2 separate regions of the Mus musculus genome follow, and region 2 is linked to region 1. A link is a contact called in public promoter capture Hi-C data. All regions are on one chromosome and are shown on one strand. The core of a region is the stretch at or near the end of the contact, and the rest is flanking DNA. Distances in the headings are between cores, read along the strand shown.

Region 1 (2,695 bases), core at 55-2,554:
CCTCTTTGGAATTTAAACTGAAAATATTCCAGGGTCAAGGTTGTTTGTTTCCCAAAACTGAGACAGTGCTCTTAACCACTGAGCCATCCCTCCAGCCCCGTTTGTTGTTTTTTGAGACAGGGTTTCTCTGTGTAGCCCTGGCTGTCCTGGAGCTCACTCTGTAGACCAGGCTGGCCTCGAACTCAGAGCTCCACTGCCTCTGCCTCCCAAGTGCTGGGATTAAAGGCTTGTGCCATCACAGCCCCGCTTGTGCCTTTCATTCAGCTCATTTCACCATCATACCTTCAAGGCTCACTCACCGTGTTCTGTATCACCCCTTTGTAAGGCTGAACAATACTTGATCATTGTTGTTAGGTTGGGACAGAGCTTGCTGTGATCAGCCTGGTCTCAAGCTTGCAATGATTCTTTTGCCTCAACCTCCCCAGTGTTGGAATGTTACAGCTGTGCCCAGTTATAAAGATCCCTGTGTTGTGTGCCTGATTCTTCCAGCCCCCCTGCTTCCTTCCTTTGATTTTATTTCAGCCAGATCTGATAGGGAGGCTAAAACATGTATGGCTTAGTGCTCGCATGTCCCTCGCATGCAGCAGTGGCGAGCTCAGCAGCAGGCTCAGGAGGGCCTCGCACTTCATCTTATTGTCTTGTGTTGCTGGAGGTTAAGACCCGGGTCTTAACTGTTCTTCACTGCTGAGCGGCACTGTACTCAGCTTTAGGTTTTAGTCTCTTGCTTATTACCCAGCTCTCTGTGGTGAACTATTTCTATATTTTACATAACTTCCAGAGATAATCATAAGCTTTAAAAAAACCAGCTGCAGCTGTCGCTGCGTTCTGAAGAATGAAGTCATGGTTACCCTTTTGTGAGAGCTAAGTGCACACTTTTAAACAGCACTTTCTGCTAAAATCAGTTACTCAGAGTCTTTGGGCTGGGGATGCAGTTCAGGGTCCAGTACCTGCCCAGTGTGTGGGAGGCCCTGGGGTCTGTCCCCAGCACCTGACACAGCACAAACCCTTCACCCTGGGGTAGAGGGTTACTGTTTGCCTGTGTAGCAGGAATTACTACATGGAGCTGCTTGGTTTGGTCTCACACACAGCTTTGCGCTTCTGTGAGTTCCTCTGACTTGCTCCCCATTCTGTTTTGGGTGGCCGTCATATCTGATTTTCCTCAGTAAGGTCTGGAATGTCATTTCCATCCCTCAGGCCACCTCTGCTCTAACTTTGCTGAGTCACAGCTGACTCGGGGCTAAGGTCATGCTAAAGAAACTTGGAAGACTGGAAGACAGCATGTGAGACCTCTAGAGACTTCCCTTCTTAAGAAACAAAGGGAACTCTTCTTACTGTGCAGGATGCCTGGGGAGAGTAAACAAGAGCACATGCTCCCTTGCAGACTTTTGAAGGGCCCAGTTCTGTGGCAGGAAGTGTTTCACATCAGCGGACCCGTGCCGTCCGTCTCCAGAACCTTCCCACCTTTGCAAACTGAAATACTTTAAAAATTTTGTAGATTTGTTTATTTTATTCTGTGTGTATGGGTATTTTGCCTGCTTGTGCTTGCACACCGTGTGTGCCTGATACCCAGGGAGGTCGGAAGAGAGCACTGGATTTCCTGGAACTAATGTATGGGTGGGTGTGGGCCGTTATGTGGATATCTGGAATTGAACCCAGGTCCTCGTCAAGAACAAGTGTTAGTAACTGCCGAGCTGCCTCTCCAGCCTTCCGAACTGAAACGTAAAGGTATTGTCTACTGCCGACAGTTTCTGGGCTGGGACGGTGACACAGTCCATAAGCTTGCCTTGTAAGCATGCAGATCTCAGCTTGGATCCCAGCATCCATGGCACATGTGCAGGCAGGAGCTCTAGGGCTCGCTGGCCAGCCACTCTCGCAGAATCCGCCAGCTCCTAGCTGCAGTGGGACCTGCCTCAAAAAATAAGGTGGAGAGAAATTTCGAAAAGCACACCATACCACTCCCATGCCTATGGGTCCATGTGACTGTGTGTGCACACGTACATGTGGGTCTATGTGACTGTGTGTGCACACGTACATGTGGGTTCATGTGAATGTGTGCACACACACTGGTTCTCTGCCTATGACTTTGACTACTCTCAGTGTCTAGTATGGGACCATAAGTGTGCTTTTGTGTCCGACTCTTTGACTCAGCACAGCGTTCTCTAGGTTCCTCACATCATAGATTGTGTCAGGCTGAATTCACTCCCTCCTTAAGGCTCATCAATAGCAGTCATACTGTGTGTGCCCACAGCACACTCCATTTTGTGTATCCATTCAACTGTCTCACACTTGGTTTTAAGTGCCTACCTTTTGACTGCAAACCGTGCTACGTGTGGGTACATGGATGCCCATGAGCCTCTTGTCCAGGTTTTCTGGTGCATGGGCACAGTGGGAATGTTGGGTTATACGGTGTTGAATTTGGGGGACATGCTATACACTTCTCCCAGTGACAGTGCTATTTCACCTGCCCAGCACCTGCACAAACTGCCCCAGATTCTCTACATTGTGATTGCTGGAGACAGAACAACGTAGCCCAAGCTAGCCCTAAACTCTCCACATTCCTGTCTCAGCCTTCTAAGTGTTGGGCCTTCACTTGTAGTAGCTTGAGGTTGAGGCTGGAGAAATGCTGCAAGTTTAAGGCCAGTATGGCCTACTGAAAGAGAAGTAATCCGTCACATGGGTTTGCTGTCCTTTGTTG
Region 2 (2,695 bases), core at 137-2,636, 140 kb before region 1:
CTACCCTGTGGGTATGGAGGCTTGAACTCAGGTCGTCAGCCTTGGCAGCAAGCCTCTTTGATGCTGAGCCGTGGTGTGTGCTTTTTTTTTTTTTTTTTTTTTTCCTAAAAAATGGTTTTGTGGGCTGGTGAGATGGCTCAGTGGGTAAGAGCACCCGACTGCTCTTCCAAAGGTCCAGAGTTCAAATCCCAGCAACCACATGGTGGCTCACAACCATCTGTAACAAGATCTGATGCCATCTTCTGGAGTGTCTGAAGACAGCTACAGTGTACTTATATATAATAAATAAATCTTAAAAAAAAAAAATGGTTTTGTGTTGTAGATTGTTCTGAGTCATGAAATCATGTATAGATTTGCAACCCTGTATTTTTGCAATGTTTGCATATTTGCAAAGTGTAAATATGTGTAGGACATATCTAAAGACATCTGTCAGATTTCCCACGGGGCCCAAGGAAGACTGAGCAAATGGGGATGGGGCCTGTGTTCCTGGGCCAGACTGGATACTGTGAAACACCATCAACTCTCCATGTGACTGGTCTCTGGGTTCAGCATAATTCTATTATAAATCCGAGATGGGGCTGGAGAGATAGCTCAGCATTGGCTGCTCTTCCAGAGGACCAGGGTTGCATCCCCAGCCCCCACATGGCAGCTCACAACGTACATGCAGGTAAAACACCCGTACACATAAAACAAATTTTCAAAAAAACCCAAAATGGAATGGTGATGAACTTTGATGGTGAGAGAATGGCTTGGGGTGAGTAAAGTGGCTGAGCACGCAGAGGGGCTTGCCACCAAACCCGATGACCTGAGTTCGATCCCCGATTGCATCCATAAGATAAAAGGAGAGAACCAGCAGGTTGTCCTCTGACCTCCATATGTGCACATGTGCCCCCTATAAGTATAACGTAAATTTTGGCTGGAATAACAGTTTTGTAAAAGAATAGCAGGGTGGGGGCTAAGTGAACTTCTGCCGGTGTCCAAGGGCTGAGGAAAGTGGAGGCAATCAAATGGGGACTGATTTGGAAATAGACAGCAGACCAACAACACAGAATAATCTAGAAAAGGCTTGTGGCTCAGATGGAAAGAGGCTAAGTCATTAATAAATATGAAAAAAAATGGGTCACCCATCCAGAAGTAGTACAGGTGACCCTTAACTTCACGCTCAAAGACCTAAGCACAGAAGACAAAGGTCTGCAGGGGTGGGATAGCCAGCGACAGAGCCTCTCGAGTGGCTGTGTCTTGCCTAGCATGGACCCGGAACGAGAATTCAGTCCCAGTCAGCCTGGCTGCTGGGCTTGTTCCGGGTCATAGAGAAGAGGCTATTTTTGTTGTGGGAGTTCAATGGTTGGCCTCCCTCCAAGAGCATGTGCCTCTTGGTGTGACTGATCTGCCACTGCAGCTGCTTCCAGAAAACACTTGAGAGCGGAGTGGTCCCAGGAGCTTAAACCCACCCCCAGTGTATGGGGATCTCTGCTCTTTTCTTGCATTTTCCATCTGGGCCACTGGGAAGGTGACAGGAGAGGGCTCTGCTCTGGCTGCATAGATCTCAGGCTCCTGGCCTCTATCATCCTGGTGGGCTGGGGGTGCTTCAGAGCTCAGAGTCCTCTGAGATCTCAGACTTCCTCTCTTCCCCTTCTTTCTCTCATTCTCCCTGGCTCTCTTTTTCCCTCCCTCCCACCCTCTCTCTGTCCCCCTGTCCAGCTCTGGGAACAGAGTCCTTCTTGGCACGGGGCTTGACACAAATCTGGCACACACCTAGATGTGGCCATTTTCCTCGGGTACATCTAATGTCCATGTCAGCCTCTGGCAGGAAAGCCATCAAAGCAGGTGACCCAGCCTCTCAGACTTTGGTGTGTACAGAGGGCAGCTCCAAGCAGGGCCTACACATTAAATAAATGATATATTTTTTTTGATATTTTTTAAAGTGTTTGGGAATCTTTTTTAAATGCCTTCAGATATTACCAACAGGCTCTCTCTCTCTCTCTCTCTCTCTCTCTCTCTCTCTCTCTCTCTCTCTCTTTCTCTGTGTGTGTGTGTGTGTGTGTGTGTGTGTGTGTGTGTGTGTCTATGTCTGATAACAGATACCACTGTGTATGATGCCCAGGCTGCAAGCACAGCCTATCCCCCTGCCCCAAAGCATAGTGCCCAACACACTGTGAGCTGGCCATCCCTCACAAGGCTATCTACACAAAGTCCTCCTGAGAGCCTTTGCCCTCGGAAACCTCCTGGGCAAGATCAGGGCAGACTCGACGGGCCATCCCAGGACGCCATATACCCAGAGCCGCTCCTCGTCAGCACTGTCGTCTTCCTTTCAGCTGCAGAGCTACTTTGCAGCATGTGAGGACGAGACCCCTGCCATCCGGAACCACGACAAGGTCCTGCAGCGCCTGTGTGAGCACCTGGACCACGCCCTGCTGTACGGGTGAGTTCAGTCCCCTCCTCGTGCTGTGGGGGCCGGGCACAGGGAGGCTTGTCTCACTCAGGCAGGCCACAGTGAGGCACCTGGTTGCCTGAGACAGCCCGCCTCAGCCCAGCACTGCTGTCCCATCCTCACAGGTTGCAAGACTTGTCCTCTGGCTACTGGGTGCTCGTGGTCCATTTTACCCGCAGAGAGGCCATCAGGCAAATTGAGGTGCTACAGCATGTAGCCACCAACCTGGGGCGAAGTGAGTAGAACCGCTCCCCTGTGGGGAGC

What was found. Capture Hi-C pulls out chosen DNA fragments and counts their contacts.
Region 2: a contact with region 1 is called in a promoter capture Hi-C map of adipose tissue. The contact joins two enhancer-like sites. A contact is called at or near these places in 2 of 484 Hi-C or Micro-C datasets (embryonic stem cells and nephron progenitors) and 3 of 9 other capture datasets (adipose tissue, embryonic stem cells and pancreatic islet).

The regions. Positions count from the first base shown.
Region 1 is chr4:141,499,375-141,502,069 of GRCm38.p6, reverse strand. All of the region lies in intron 3 of Spen (spen family transcription repressor), which reads left to right. Among named protein-coding and RNA genes, the nearest start is that of Gm4123, 35 kb to the left of the region's middle. Within about 2 kb of position 1,304, at least 79 of the 459 cell types and tissues checked have an H3K27ac peak or open chromatin away from gene starts, as enhancers often do. A contact at or near this core is called in adipose tissue, where this site is marked.
Region 2 is chr4:141,642,377-141,645,071 of GRCm38.p6, reverse strand. It overlaps Plekhm2 (pleckstrin homology domain containing, family M (with RUN domain) member 2), which reads left to right. Exons shown (of 20, transcript NM_001033150.2): 2 at 2,316-2,422; 3 at 2,557-2,666. Among named protein-coding and RNA genes, the nearest start is that of Slc25a34, 20 kb to the right of the region's middle. Within about 2 kb of position 1,386, at least 91 of the 459 cell types and tissues checked have an H3K27ac peak or open chromatin away from gene starts, as enhancers often do. A contact at or near this core is called in adipose tissue, where this site is marked.